Regions from separate parts of the Mus musculus genome. Here region 2 is linked to region 1. Evidence: chromatin contacts called from public HiChIP or PLAC-seq data. All regions are on one chromosome and are shown on one strand. The core of a region is the stretch at or near the end of the contact, and the rest is flanking DNA. Distances in the headings are between cores, read along the strand shown.

What was found. HiChIP or PLAC-seq counts read pairs in DNA pulled down with a chosen protein or histone mark.
Region 2: a contact with region 1 is called in an H3K27ac HiChIP or PLAC-seq map of embryonic stem cells, with 3 times the contacts expected there. The contact joins the promoter of E430018J23Rik here to the promoter of Mapk3 in region 1. A contact is called at or near these places in 1 of 484 Hi-C or Micro-C datasets (embryonic stem cells), 3 of 115 datasets of contacts at active chromatin or transcription factors (astrocytes, embryonic stem cells and microglia) and 1 of 9 other capture datasets (liver).

What each region holds. Positions count from the first base shown.
Region 1 is chr7:126,754,846-126,762,785 of GRCm38.p6, forward strand. It overlaps Mapk3 (mitogen-activated protein kinase 3), which reads left to right and starts at 4,781. Exons shown (of 9, transcript NM_011952.2): 1 at 4,781-4,973; 2 at 5,886-6,068. The coding sequence starts at 4,801.
Region 2 is chr7:127,389,950-127,397,889 of GRCm38.p6, forward strand. E430018J23Rik (RIKEN cDNA E430018J23 gene) reads right to left here and starts at 3,672. Exons shown (of 3, transcript NM_198011.2): 1 at 3,304-3,672; 2 at 3,052-3,165; 3 at 887-2,566. The coding sequence starts at 3,487. The coding sequence ends at 1,479. It also overlaps a transcript of Zfp764 not described here and the pseudogene Smt3h2-ps2.

The sequences.
Region 1 (7,940 bases), core at 3,531-6,030:
TTGGAACTCGCTATGTAGATCAAGCTGTCCCAGAACTCACAGAGAACTGCCTGCCTTTGCCTCTCAAGTGCTGAGATTAAAGGCGACCGCCCACTACTTTAGTTAAATGTTGGTCTGTAAAGGAGTCTGAGAAATCCCAAAATCCCAGCCCGATCCTTAAAGGAAATTCCAATCTCAGCCACTAGGGGGAGAGCGCAGTCGCGCTTCCTTACCCAGAGGCCTGAGGGTGGTGGCATGCCCCGCCCATCTCTCCAGCCTTTCCTTTGCACAGGAAAACTCTGCTCAAGAAACCCCACTTAAACAGAACCCCACGCCACTTTCTGAGTCACTATATCCTCCTGCAGTAGCAATGTGATCTGGCAAGAGTCGCTCTAGGGCTTTCACTACTTCCTGAGGAGCATCCAAAGTCCAAAGTCTGCCTAAAGCTAAGACCTTCATCAGTCTGGGCTGCCTCTAGAGCTATCCTGGCCCTCCTGTAGATCCTTTTCTGCAGCTGCCAGACAAGATAGGCTCCTGCCTCTATCCCTTAGCATATGTTGTTCCCTTTCCTCGACGTCCTCTCTCCATTTCCAGCTTCTGCAACCTCACTTATGTTTCAGTGACTGAAGGCTACCTCCTCAGCCATGGGGTGATGACCCACACCTTTAATCTCAGCACTTCCAAGGCGTGAGTTTGAAGCCATCGTGGTCTACAGAGTGAGTCCAGGACAGCCAGGGCTACATAGAGAAACTCTGCCTCTAAAAACAAAAATAAATACATAAAATAATGAAATAAAAGGCCACCTCCCCAATTCTCCTGAAAGTGACCTTGCCCCCCTCCAGCTTTTGGGGGTTTACCTTTGATATATTTTCTCTTTATATGACCCAACTTGGTCTTGAACCTGCCTCAGTCTCCTAAGTATTTGTGTTTATAGGCATTTGCCATCACAGCTCCTATCATGAGGTTTTAATCCAGCCAGTCTGACTGCAGCAAGTTCCAGGTCTTCAGTAAGAGCCTGTATTATACAGCAATCTTCCATTAGCCGAGCCCAGAATGTTGCTCAAAGTGCCATATAATTAAGCCTATCAAAGCAATTACCAAAGAAGTCATCGATCTAATCGGTACCTCTTAAACTTTAGTGACGTGGGAGCTCTGGGGAATCCGCAGCTCAGCCTCATTGACCTGAGCTACATACAGTGCTTGGCTCTCTGAACACTCACGATTGGTTCTATTGTCTCTTGATCTGTAACTTGTACAAGCACTTTTTCCCAATACCCTGGAGAGAAACAAGCCTAGGCTCTGTGTGTTTGTGAGGCTCCTGGATCACTCAGTTCTGGAAAATGAGGTGGGATGGCAGCACCAGAGTGTGGCTTCCATGTGAGCCGTCTATGGTTCCAAGACAGTGTGGCATCTGCAAAAGTCTCTGTGTGAAAAGTACTTGAGTCAAGTAGTGGCCCCTTCTTGACTCAAGTCAGCTAACTTAACTCTCAGACTCCCCATATGTTAGATGATTGATTCATTTAAAAGTGTCAGGCTGGGAGAGACGGCTCAGCAGACCCAGAGGGTCTGAGTTGCCAGCACCCGTATCAGGCGGCTCACAACCAACTGTGTGTAACTGTATGTATCACACAATTCTGAAAAACCCACAGTGGGCTATACCCTTCCTCATCACTCACTAATTAAGAAAGTGCCCTACAGCTTGTTTTTTTGAGACAGGGTTTCTCAGTATAGAAACCTGGCTGTCCTGGAACTCACTCTGTATACCAGGCTGGCCTCGAACTCAGAAATCCGCCTGCCTCTGCCTCCCAAGTGCTGGGATTAAAGACATGCGCCACCACTACCTGGCCTTACAGTCATATCTTGTGGAGGCATTTTCTCAACTGAGGTTCCCTCCTCTCCAGTGGCTCTAGCTTGTGTGCCTGCACAGGTGGAGAGCCAAGTGGTTCATTGATTGCTCGGGGGCCAGGGCAGGTCCAAATCCTGTGGGTGCTGCTGGCTACTGAGATGCCTGGTTCTGGGTTCTCCGACTTTCCAAATCTGATGACGCCACCATCACAACTCTAGCCTTGCTAAGCATACAGACCCCACCATACCCTCAGGGCCAAACCTTGTCAGTTTATGGGGGCTGGAGAAATGGCACAGTGGTTAAGAGCACTACCTTCTCTTCCAAAGGTCCTGAGTTCAAATCCCAGCAACCACATGGTGACTTACAACCATCCATAATGAGATCTGACACTCTCTTCTGGAGTGTCTGAAGACAGCTACAGTGTACTTACATAGGAAAAAAAAATAAATCTTAAAAAAAAAAAAAAAAGCCAGGCGGTGGTGGCGCACACCTTTAATCCCAGCACTCCAGAGGCAGAGACAGGCAGATTTCTGAGTTCGAGGCCAGCCTGGTCTACAGAGTGAGTTCCAGGACAACCAGGGCTATACAGAGAAACCCTGTCTCAAAAAAAACAAAACAAAACAAAACAAAACAAAACAAAACAAAACAAAACAAAAAAACAACAAAAAACCCCTGTCGGTTTGAATTTCAGACTTAAGTGAGTATGATGTTACAGGTCTGTAATCACAGCACCTTCACACATACGCACTTACAACACAGACACACAAACATTAAATAACAGAACACATTTTAAACATGCTTAACATTGGTCTGCCAGGCACTGGAGGTACAATAATGAACATGATATGATCCCTAGCCATCCATCTGCAGGGACCAGACGGAACCTAGAAGCAAAGGAGTGATTTTTATTTTATTTATGCACTTAGAGACAGGATCCTGGGGCCGGATAGATGGCTCAGTGACTAAGAGGCTGTTCTTCCAGAGACCCTGAGTTCAGTTCCCAGCAACTACATTCTGACTTACAGTCATCTATGATGGCATCCAATGCCCTCTTCCGATGACAGAGCAGTCATATACATAAAATACATAAACAAGCCTTTAGAGACAGGAGCTCACTGTACAGCCCAGGCTATCCTCAAACTGACAGTCATCCTACCTTGGTCTTCCAAGTGATCACAGGGTTCTGGTTGTTTTTGTCAAATCTAATTATTTTATTAAGTAAATAATGTGTAGAGGTACCTGAGTGCAGCATGTGTATGCAGGAGCCCTCGAAGGTCAGAAGAAGATGCTGAATGCCCTGGAGCTACATGCTTGTGAGCTGCCACGTGGATGCTGGGAACTGAACCTAGAGTCTCTGCTGAAGCAGTAAGTGCTCTTATCCCTGAGCCATCTTTCCAGATTGTCAAATCCAAACTTAAAAATGACATCCTTAGTGCTGGAGAGATGTGTTAACCTTGAAGAACACATACCGCTCTTCCAGAGGACCCAAGTTTGATTCCTGGCACCTATATCAGGTGGCTCACAACCTCTTAGAACTCTAGTTGCAGAAGGTCTGATTCCTCCGGCCTTGGTGGGCACCTGCACTCATGTGCACATACCTGTAGGCAGACATGCACGTAATTTTTAAATTCTATTTTATTTATTTTGTGTGTGAATATGTGTCTGTCCACATTCATGCTATAGCATGCTTGTGTTGGTTGGAGGAAAACCTGCAGGAGCTAATTCTCTACTTCCATTGTGAAGGTCCCAGAGATCCAACTCAGATCTTTGGGCTTGCTTGGCAAGCATCTTTACCTACCCAACCATCTTACCAGCCCAGCGTGGGGGGAGGGGGGGACAGAAAGACAGAGACAGACAGAGACAGAGAAAAGGTGACAGTGAATTTAAATTGATTTAGTTACCTTTGTCCACAGCTACCACCCTTTCCCTCCTTCTCCCGTGAAGTGAGCTGGGTTGCACGTCCTCTGGGCAATCAGGCAGAGGATTTGTACGACACTGGGGCCTCAGCACACACCTGAGCCCCCCTGCAGGCCTGTGTCTTCACACTGGAGTCAGGACCGACTTCACAGCTTCACAGTGCTGCCTGCCGTCCACCACCCTCCAGATTGCTTCCTCATTATAAAACGTAAGATATACTCCCTCAGCAACTCAGGGTGGCCCACTCCTACCAAGTCTGACAGCCTGAATTGGACACCTGGGACCCACATGGTGGAAGGAATCAGATGTCCTCTGACCTCCACACAGGCTCTGTGACATACTTACGCTCCAACACACAAAATTAATAAATGTGGCAAATAAACGAATAAGAAATTATGGAAGCTGGGCATGGTGATACATACAGCTTCTAACTAATCCTAGCACTGGCGAGTTAGTATGTTGAGGCCAGCCTGGTTACCTAGTCTACATAGTGAGTTCTGGAACAGCCAGTTCCATGTCAAGAGACCCTCTTAAAAAAGAAAGAGAGAGAGAAAAGAAAGGATGGAGATGTGGCTCAGTGGTAGGATGCTTGCCTAGTAGCATCCTGAATCTGTATGATGGCTCAGGCCTAAAGGCAGGAGGATGTGTTCAAGGCCAACCTCCACCACATAGAGAGCCTTTGGGGCTAGCCTGGATTACCACTATCTGTTTAAATGAAACAAAGATGTGAGGCAGGTCTTCAAAGGTTAACTGTAAGCCGGGTGGGTTCCCTTAGCATTACTGAGGGCCACTGGCCCCTGGGGCTGCAGAACTCTCTTGGCAGACTAAAGTACCCTAGTGGCCAAGGCAGGGAAGGAACAGCGTAACTAGGCGGGAAAGCCGGGTGCGCGCCCAGGAGACCATGTGACGTCTCGGGCCCGCGCAGGCTCGCCCGGCAGGCGCGGGGGCGGGACGCGCGGGGGCGGGGGCGGAGCCTGGCGCGCGGCCCCGCGGTGACAGGGCGGTAGGGAGGGGCGGGGCCGCGGGCGGGGCAGCGGGGGGAGGCGGGAGGAGTGGAGATGGCGGCGGCGGCGGCGGCTCCGGGGGGCGGGGGCGGGGAGCCCAGGGGAACTGCTGGGGTCGTCCCGGTGGTCCCCGGGGAGGTGGAGGTGGTGAAGGGGCAGCCATTCGATGTGGGCCCACGCTACACGCAGCTGCAGTACATCGGCGAGGGCGCGTACGGCATGGTCAGGTGAGGGGGCGTCCCGGGAGGGGGCTTCGGAGCAGGGACAGCAGGTGTGTGCTCGGGACATGGGGGGCTCAGGGAGTGTCGCAGGGGAAGTATCGTGCAGTGACTTCTGGAGGACTAGGCGCTACTTTCTCCAGGGAGGGGGGTTGGAGGCTTTGAAGCCACCTTGTATTGTTAAGGGAGGGGCACCTGGGGGACCCTAGAGATAAAGGTGGAGCTAAGAGGATGAAGGGGGAGTGAGGGACCCACGAGCAGGTAGTGGGAGCCTTGGTTCCCCCCTGATGAGGCTGTGACAGAGAGTTTGAGAGAGGAGAGCAAAGCTCAGGGTGGGGCAAACCTTTGCACCTCTGCCCCTGGCAAGGCTAGGGGCCCAAAGTAGGGAAGGGTCTCTAGAATGTGCCTTATTTTGTGGTATACGGGTTTGTGAGTTCTCGCTGCCCCACTGTGTGCTCTGCTCTGGGCCTTTGTTCCTATGGGAGCAGCTCTGACCCAGGAACCGCACAGGGAGACCTGCCTGCCCCTCCTTATCTCTTCTCTCCTGTCCCATTACTGAATCCTCTAGGCTTCATCTACTTTCTCCATTTAACTCCTATCCCCTGGACCTGTCTGGGATTGAGAGAGTCCAGCTTGGGAAAGGGGAGGAGGGTGAGGGCAACTAGAATGTAAGAGGGTCCAGGAGAAAGGAAGTCGGTGAGTGGCCACTCTCTTCCTCTGTTTGTGAAGTCACTGAAAGGCTGCCTGGCTGATACCCAGCTTTCCCCTGGAGATCCCAGGCCTTCACAGCAGGAAGGAGCCAGCATTGTTTACATTTGGCCAGAACCCTCTCCTCCTCTCTCCAGTCCCTGCCAAGACCTGGGTGGGGCCAACAGGCCTGGATTCCCCCTTTGTAAGGCCACATCTCTCTGGCCCTCTCAGCTCAGCTTATGACCACGTGCGCAAGACCAGAGTGGCCATCAAGAAGATCAGCCCCTTTGAGCATCAAACCTACTGTCAGCGCACGCTGAGGGAGATCCAGATCTTGCTGCGATTCCGCCATGAGAATGTTATAGGCATCCGAGACATCCTCAGAGCGCCCACCCTGGAAGCCATGAGAGATGTGTATCCTTCACCTTAGCCACAGCCCCAGAGTAAAGCTAGGGAGCTTGGCTCTGTTGTCTGTGGTCATCTTTTGTACTACCCTCCAAAAAAAAAAAACCCCAGCAAAGTAACTTTTTAGCAGAGAGTCTACAGAGCATGAGAGCACACTGGCAGGCCTTGGATCCTGGTCTGTCGCAGCCAAGTGGAGTGGCCTTGAACACATCCCTTTCTGCTCTGTGCCCCAGTATGGTGTGTGGGGAGGGAGAATGCTGTGGAAAAAACGATCTCTATGGGAGCTTTGTCTTCTGACATCTGCAGGTCTGTGACATGACCCAGTCTCTGCCCACAGCCTGTTCTTGCTCAACAGACTCACGATTCTTTCTTTAGAGACCTCACACTGGATGGAAAGCAAAGAAGAAAACCGGTATTGGGCAGGCCTAGTGCTTTGGTTCTAATTCAACCTTCTAGCTTCCCTGTGTGACGGATGAGTTTTACTGTGTCCATTTCAAAGATAAGGAAACCGAGGCTCCTCTGTGTTAAGTTTTGCAGTGCCTTCTAGGGGGAAGGGGAGTGGGCGATACTTAATCCAACATGGAGGCAGTGGAGGCTTTCAAACCACATTGTATTGTTAAGAGGGGGAACCTGAGGACCCTAGAGTCACAGGGTGGAGCCAAGCCTTTGCACTCCTGCCCCTGGCTAGGCCGGGGGCTCAAGGAAGGGTGAGGGGCCCTGAGAGTCTGCCTGAATTCGGCAGTTCCTGTTAGTAGCTTCCTCTTCTCCCCCAGTTGGCTTCCCTGGAGCCTTCCCACCTTTCTGAGAGCCCCACCCTGATCACCTGTGGACTTGTACCTTGACCAGGGAGGTTAGTCCAGCCCTTGTTGCCCTTGCTTGACACTACTTGCCTAGTTCAGACATCCAGTTCATTGTCCATATCTACTTCCTGCCTGGCTCCATTGTTAGCAGACGGTAGCACCCATGGCCTTTTCCCTACCCACCCCTCCCAATGCCAGGATTTGTTCTACAGCCTCTGCAACTCTGACCACAGGAAATCGACATACTCCCGTCTTGCTGCATGACCTTCAGCAGGTCTCTGCATCTCTAGACTTGCACATTTATAAAGCAGCAGGGTTGGTCCCTGTGTGTATATATCTGCAGGTGCTTATTCCCTCGTTTCTTCTTTTTGAGAAAGGGGTCTTGCTATGTAGATCAGGCTAGCCCTGAGCTCACAGGGATCCAACTGCCTTTGCCTTGGGGGTGACACCAGCCCCAGTTTACATGTCTTCTATAGAAGACAGTTCAGACTTCAGTTTTTTTTTTTTTTTTTTTAAGAAAGTTTCACAGTGTATCCCTGGTTGGCCTCAGGCTAACTTTGTAGACCAGACTGGCTTTAAACTTCTAGGCAATCCTCTAGCCCCTGCCTCCCAAGTGCTGAGATTATAGGAGTGAGGTGCTCTACCCAGCTCCTGACTATTCTTCCAAAGATAAGCCATTTGTTTTTGCTTAATCTTTGTTTTACCTTCAAGTATAAAAGGACTCTTAGTTCCCCACCTTCTGGTGTATGGTCAAGCGCTCTGTGGGAGCGCACTGTTGGGGAGTGTCTTCCTCACTTTCTGGCACAAATCATCCCCATAAGGCAGGCATTTATTTTTAAGCAAACAGTTACTGTGTGCCAGATGGTATTCGTGCATTATCTCGTTTAACCCACTCAACAGCCGCATGGCTCTGCCCGTGGAGTAACAACACTACTTCTTGTTTGCTTCTCCGAGAGCATTTTCTGCTCACAGCCACCCTCTGAAGAACACTTACTCTCCCTGCTTGTCAGATCAGGAGACTAAGGTGTGGACAGGTTAAGAGCACGGGGCTGTGGAGGCAGCGTGGGGACTTCAGGCATGA
Region 2 (7,940 bases), core at 2,422-4,921, 630 kb after region 1:
GGCTATACACAGACTGCCTGGTCTCTAGTCGAGCTGAGGTGTGGAACCCTGGGACCCGGTGGTGATAATTCACCTAAATGGGACAGAAGGAGTTCTCTCATGTCTCCTGGTACCCTGGCTCCTGTGGAGGTTTTGGGCCTGTCATCCCCCTCAAGAGAAGCATGGTCCCAAGCAATATCCCAAGCTTCTGACCTTCAGGCTAAACTCCTCCCCAGTTACCTAGCAACAGTAAAGATAGCAGCCTACCATAAGAGGGGCTGCTTGGCCCCTCCTCACTCTCTTGCTCTTACTCTCCTCTCTCTCCCTCTTACTCTCTAGCCTTTCTTCTCTCCCTCCTTTTCCCCCATCTCTCTTCTTGTCCATGGCACGTCTCTCTCTCTTTCTACCTTCTCTCTTTCCCCCTGCCTTTCTACATTAAAGCTCTAAAACCATAGACTGTCTCTGTTCATCAAGGCCCGCTGCGCAGACTCTCCCGTGTTTACCTCTCTCCCTAAGCCCTTTCTCCCATAACCCTGGGGCACAGGGTGTCACCCTGGGGCCCCTTGGCTTCCGGGGCTGCCCTTTGTCCACCCCTACTGATTGTGGTCAGTGGCTTAGATGCCCACCTGGGGCTGAGTTGAAAGCGTCTGGCAGTCCTCCCATGTCAGTCTGCCAAGAGCATAGGAGTAACTCTGGCCGGACCTGGGCTAGCCTCCCCCCCCACTCCCACCCCCACTTTCCCCCACCCCCTTTTAGTTCCCACATGTCTGTCTGTCTGTAACTGAGGGCAGCCTTAAAGTTCAGAACATCCTTGTGCCACCAGCTACCAAGTGCTGCAAGCAAGCATGTAGCGGCACACACAGTGTATGTAGTACTGAGAATGGACCACAGAACTCTTCTGTCTTGTTTGCTGGGCTGAATATTTTGGATTTTTTCCAGAGAACCTAGAAACTTGGGCCTTTGGTACATGTCATAGATACTTTGGTTTTTAAACTGTAATTAATTACAGTTGTAACTTTATTTTTAGATGCAGTCTCAGGTGACCCAAACTGGTCTCAAATTCCTGATCTTCCTGTCTCTACCTCCCCAGTGTGGGGATCACAGGCAGGAACCACCACGCCGGGCTCTTGACAAGTAACTCAATCCCGGAGAATGCATCAGGCTCAACCCACACAGAGCCATCAACTTTAGCCTCTGCATTAAAGACACGATGACTTCAACGAGGCTCTCTTCATCCTCAGGCCCCTCAATACTTCTGAGCCAGGAAAAGGCCCTCGCTTCTCATGGAGCTCTAGTGGGGTTGCCCAGCCCAGCCCAATAGACGCCAGGACGACGGTACATCCGGAGTGTGTGCAGATGCATCTGGAAACCTCCTAGAAGACTGTACCCGGTGCTCAGACCAGCAGTACCTAGAATGTCTGTGACTTCAGGAAGATGCCATAGGTTCAACCCTCTGGGCCTCAAACAATGTACATATTTCACCCTCTATGTTGGTGCCTTTAAGACCATCCCCCACACTCCTGGAATATCTCTGGATAATGTTGGAAGCCCACAGGTGGATCCGGGTCCTCTTGGCTAGGGTCTAGGGATATAGATAACTGACTGAATTTTTTGTCCTTATGGCCTTTAGCTCCTGGTCTATGGACCCACTGGTGCTTTGTCACAGCTGACTTCGTGGGAAAGCGTCTGCCACACTGAGGGCAGGGGTAGGGTCGTTCACCACTGTGGGTCCGCCTGTGGGCTGCCATGTCAGAGCTCTGTCGAAAGCAGCGTCCACAGTCAGGGCATGAATAAGGCTTTTCACCCGTGTGGGTGCGCATGTGACACTGAAGATATGCGGCCCGGGCAAAGGCTCTGCCGCAGTGAGTGCAAGTGAAGGGGGTCACACCGCTGTGTACCACCCGCTGGTGCTCACGGAGCCCAGAGCTCTGGCTGAAGCAGCGTCCACAATCAGCACAACAGTAAGGCTTCTCCCCAGTGTGGACACGGAGATGGGCAATGAGGCCAGAGCGATGCGTGAAAGCTCGGCCACAGTCAGAGCAACAATGAGGCCGTTCCCCTCTGTGTATGGCCCGGTGAGAGCTCAGGGAAGAAGGCCGGCTGAAAGATTTGTTGCAGTCAGGGCAATGGAACGGCTTTTCGCCTGTGTGAGTGTACATGTGCGCCACCAATGTGGACCGCTGGGTAAAACTCTTCCCACAGTCAGGACACTGATGCGGCCGTTCCCCTCGGTGTATGGCTCGATGCATGCTCAGGGAAGAAGCCCGGCCGAAATACTTGTCGCAGTCTGGGCACTGAAATGGCTTTTCACCTGTGTGAGTGTACAGGTGCTCCACCAGTTTGGACTGGTGGGCAAAACTCTTCCCACACACATGGCACCCATGACGCTGGTCTGCTTTTAGGATAGGGTTGTGCACCGCAACAGTGGGGTGCCCCTGCTGAGAGTTCTTGAAAAGCAGCTCCAAGTTGCAAGAAGGGGAAGCAAAGGAGGGGCGTGGCTCCATAGGCCCAGCTTCTGGAGAAAGTATCTTCTTGGTTGCCTTGGTCTCTTCCCTTGGTCTCTTCCCTTCCTTCTCGTGCCTGCAATCTGCTGGGAGACCATGACAAAGCTCAGACTCTGACTCTACTGCCCCTCGATTCCCACAGCCCCACATGGAAACAGGGCACAGGAGGGGAGAGGCCACAGCATCTGAGCATGCGTGGTGCACAGATGTCCAGATGCAGCATAAAGAAAGGTGTCTGTGTGGTCCCCATTCCCAAGTGCAGTGAGCTAAGCACTTGTCAGAGGTGGACAGCAAGAACTGAAGGAGACTCCAGAACGCAGTCACAGAGATGGCAGCAGAGGAGTGGGAACGAGGGGCTACAACCTATACAGCCTAGTGACCCTGTAGATATGAGGTGAGAGCACTGGACAGAACCCTTTTCAGATGAATCCAGGGGCCAGCCATCATGGCTTTGGCCAAGAAACAGAAAAACAGGGAAGAAACTGCCAGGCAGTAAGTGCAGTCACTAGAAGACACCACACAGGCTGGCAACACAGAAGTTTCCCCAGGCAAGTACCCAGTCCTTCACCTGAGTGGACTTCTGTCCTGCACATGGCCACCTCTGGCTCCTGGGCACCGGGTCCCCACACTTCGGACTCTTCCTCCACCCAGCAGATGAGCGCTGGTTTGTCGCCCCCGACTTCTGGAGGGAAAGATAGCAAACCCCACGAGTCAGGTCGACCCACTTGTTACGACCACCCGTACCCAGGGAACTCCGATCCACCGCATGACCCACAGTGTCAAGGGCTACGCGAACCCAGGCGGCCAGGAAGGTTCTCACCCAGAGAGGCCAGGAGACCATAGGTCTCGCGCATCACCTCTCGGTACAGGGTTCTCTGCGCCGGCCGCAGACACCTCCACTCCTCCGGGGAGAAGTACACGGCCACGTCCGCGAAGCTCACAGTCCCAGGCTTAAGGAATGCAGGCCAAGCGGAGGCCCTTTCCGGGGCCATCCGCGGCGCCATGGGGACTCCCCGCACTGTTCCGTGATCTGCCTGGCGTCCCCTGGATCGCCTGCCAGATCCTAGGTTGCCGCGGTGGGGTACCAGGGCTGAGAAAGGACATATATCAGGTCCGTGAGCACCCTAATGTAGGTGAAAATTGAAGATTCCTAGAAGCAGGTACAGATGCAAGACGTGGTGATGAACTCATAGAAATGGTAGCAGTATTTGTGCATAAACGTGTGGGGGCGGGGCGGGGCGGGGCGGGGCGGGGAGTAACAAGAACCTTGATCCCTGGGGTCCCGCCCAAGGTTACGTCACCGGATTTCCTGGGTCATTGTTTTCTAGCCCTCATCCAAAATGGCCAAAGTGTCTACAAGTGCCAATCTAAGACCAAGACTGAAGTGGACGTGCCTATGTGGGCGGGGACTCCAGGACCGCGAGTATCGTGCAGTTGAGGAATGGTACAGATTCTGTGTGTTCACACCACTCTCAAGTTAAGCTAGGTGGAAGCAGTCTGTGAATTTTGGGTTGGGGTAGAATCTGAGAAAACTCATTTCAGAGATAGAAGTTTAAAAATGAAAGCTTTATTTCTGTGCACGCGTATGTAGTGGCCAATTTGGGAGCTGAACAGCATCCCGGAACAGAGCTTATATAACGTTTTCATAGGATGAAAACACAAAGCAAGGGGGACTTGGGTGCACTGTTGCGTTAGTCAGTCTTTCACACAATGGGTTAAGCAAGGAAGTTAACTTTGGTGACTGGACCTCATCAGCGTCACTTTGTTTCAGGTTCCTTGATTTAGCTTTTGCAGCCAGGTCGCATCCTGGACTGGTCTGGAATTTAGAATGATAAGGGAACAATGGAGTGGGCAATCTGCACATTTATGACTTGTGTGCCTTAGTTTAGACAGCAAATAACAGCAACATCCCTCTTTACAGCCTTTACTGGATAACAAACATGAAACACCTAAAGTCACAGGATAGTTGTTAGTTCCAGCCTGGGATCCTGAACCCTGTCAGCAAGATGGAGGTCCAGCAATGGCTGGACTCAGGAATTAACAGGTGTTTGGTGTTTTTCTTCTGGTCAGTGTATTGTGGAGCCCCAGAAAGCCTGTGGCAGGAAGAATATTAATAAGCTAGAAAGTATAGCAGTCTCAGAGGTTGTTTCCACCAGCTTGGTCTACACATCTCAAAGTAGTTGAGAAATACTGTCCTTGACACATGTCTGAGATCATAGAGCTGGTCTTTGATCAGCCAGGACACTCGGAACATTCACGACCTAATCTTCTAAAACTCTACATCTGCCCATCTGGATTTTTTTTCCCCTTCACTTCCAGGAAGGAATTAAAGTTTCTGGGAAGATTGTGAGATTCCCATGAAATATCCAAGAGAGGAATGAGGCCCTACTCACGGTCATATACATCCAGGTTTTCAGTCTGGTTCATTGCTATTTTAATATAAAATACCTACCTATGAAAGGAATCTTGGCTGGGCAGTGGTGGCACACGCCTTTAATCCCAGCACTTGGGAGGCAGAGGCAGGCGGATTTCAGAGTTTGAGGCCAGCCTGGTCTACAGAATGAGTTCCAGGACAGCTAGGGCTACCTAGAAAGCCTGTCTCGAAAAAACAAACAAAAAAAAAAAAAAAAAAGGAAAAAAGAAAGAAAAAAAAGAAAGGAATCTTATCTGTACTCAGCATCATTCACAGCAAATGTTAATTTGCTAAATTTCTTTCTTTCTCACTGGGGAGGCGCTTCAGCCAGACTTCAGGACAAGGGGCTATCTTCCTTTGTCATGCACCCATAATTTTCCCTGCCTTTCTTCTATGTCTTGGTGCAAATACATTGGGTCAAGATCAGGTTTCTGCTCACTGTACTAAACTTAAAGATGGAGCAGGTATGACTTCCCATGGCCCAGAGTGATTTCAGATCTCCCAGCAGATTGTGCCAAGGTCCGAGTGACACAGGGAGCTTCGGCTCTGGGAGGCTGCTGACAGTGAGTGCCCAGGATGCATGCGGTGCACAGCTATGGCAGAGCTTTGGTGGGAGTGCTGCTCTGGGCTGTCAGCTGCTGTCTTCAGAATGTGAAACCCATTGTTCCAAGCCCCTCTGCCTTTTAAAGTTTCAGTCGGATGATCAGATGTTATCTGATGGGCCTGACACCAGCATCCTCAGCGGCTGTGTGTCTGTCTGACGAGTGTTCATAACCAGAATACACAAAGAACTCAAAAAACAAACAAAAAAATCCACATATGACCCATTCAGAATAAGGGCATAGCATCTGAATACAGAGTTCTAAAGGGAAGAAATAGGAATGACTAAGAAATATCTCCAGAAATGTTCATCATCCCTAGCAATTACAGAAATGAAAGTCAAGACAATGTCTTTTGAGATTTCATCTGACCCCAGCCAGAATGGGAAAAAAATAAATAAACAGCTTAACTAACAATGAATGCTGCAGAGGACACAAGGAACGGGGCCACACATTCACTGTTGATGGGATGGAAAACTGGTCCAGTCAGCCTGGAAATCAACCAAAAAGCCTAAAAATAAATCTCCCACATGAAGGCAGCTCTAGCACTCCCTGGCATATGCACAGGGGACTGAACATGCTATTCCACAGGTACTTGCTCAGTCAAGTGTCTTTCTCTCTCTCTCTCTCTCTCTCTCTCTCTCTCTCTCTCTCTCTCTCTTTGTGTGTGTGTGTGTGTGTGTGTGTGTGTGTGTGTGTGTGTGTGTGTGTGTTGTGTGTTTGTTTTGTTTTGCTTTTTTCCCAGACATAATTTCTTTGTGTAGCCCAGGTTTCCAGGCTGGGCTCAAACTTACAGAAATCTTCCTGCCTCTGCCTCCCTAATGCTGGGATTAAAAGGGTTCACCACCATGCCTTGTTCTTGCTTAGCCATGTTAATTGAAGGGGGAGACAATCCAAATGTCTTTCGCTTTAAAAATTAATAACAGAAATGTGATACATAGACACTGTGGAACACCACTCTGCTGTATAAAGAAGAATGAGATGTCCAGGTTGCAATGGCTATTCTCATTGTCAGCTTGAATATATATGGAATGAACTACAATCCAGAAATGTCCAGATCTTGAGTCTAGAAGACATGCATGCCTTTAATCTAGATCTTGAGGCACACCTTTCCTCTTGGTCACACCTTCTGCTGGAGGTCTACAGAAGGACAATGGAAGAAGGGAGGGTTTGTTCTTCACCTGCTTGCACTTACTTGCCAGCACATCCATGAGAGCCTACGTCTTCAGGATTCCAGCTTATACAGAAGACCAACTCAAACACCCAGCTTTGTGTTTAGCAACTACTAGATTCTTGGACTTCCCATTCACAGCTGTCACAGTTAGGTGCAGCCTGCAAATCCATTTGTGACTCTAGAGAACCCTGACTAATACAGAAGTTGGTACCTGGAGTGGTTCCAGAGGAGCAGCAGTATAAGGATGGTCATGTAAGGACCTGGAATAGGCTTTGTAATTTGCCGGGACCTTCTAATTCACCAGCACCTTCGGCAACAAAACCTCTTGAGTCACATTTTCTCTCTAATGGGAGCTAAAAGAATATTGTAGCCCCATGGTGGAAAGTATATTTTGAACTTAAAGAAGTAAATGCCTTCTTGATCCATCCATTGTGAATGGCGATGGATTAGGTGAGGCAGTATAAGAAAGTTTCTACAGTTTGGGAGAAAATAAGGAAAATAATTTTTACTGGTTGGCCGCTGTCTTAGTTAGGGTTTTACTGCTGTGAGAAGACACCATGACCAACTCTTCTAAGGAAATTTAATTGGAGCTGAATTACAGGTTCAAAGCTTCAGTCTGTCAAGGCAGGAGCATGGCAGCATTCAGAACGGCATGGGTCTGGAGGAGCAGAGAGTTCCATCTCTTGTTCCAAAGGCAGCTAGGAGAAGACTGGCTTCCAGGGAGCTAGGATGGGGATCTTAAAGCCCACCCCCACAGTGACACACTTCCCCCAATAAAGACACACCTACTCCAACAAGGCCACACCTCCTAATAGTGCCACTCCATGGGCCAAGCATATACAAACCATGACATCTCCTTATAAGTTGATAAAGGGGAGTACTGGGGTTCAGGGATGCCATACAAACCACACAAGCACTGGTCTCAGCTAAGCAAGATTAGTTTATTGAACACATAACCTAATACTGAATGCTCAGGACCACAAAAAGGACTCACAAGCCGAATTGCCATACTACTCCACTCTCAGGGCAGGCTTTTTATGGGACGAACCAGGTTCAGAAGTTTAAAGGGCAAGGAGGGGAGCAGTTGGCTTCCTAGGCAAAGTATCATCAGCTAACCTTTAAACTGATTGGTCCTGGGTAAGGTGTGGATGAGTGATGGACAGGGGAGTTTCAGAACATTGAGATAACAGAGCATGAGTATTATAATCACAACTTTTGGCTTATTAGTAGCATTCTTCAATGTCAGCCACACAAAAAATACAGTGATCCTG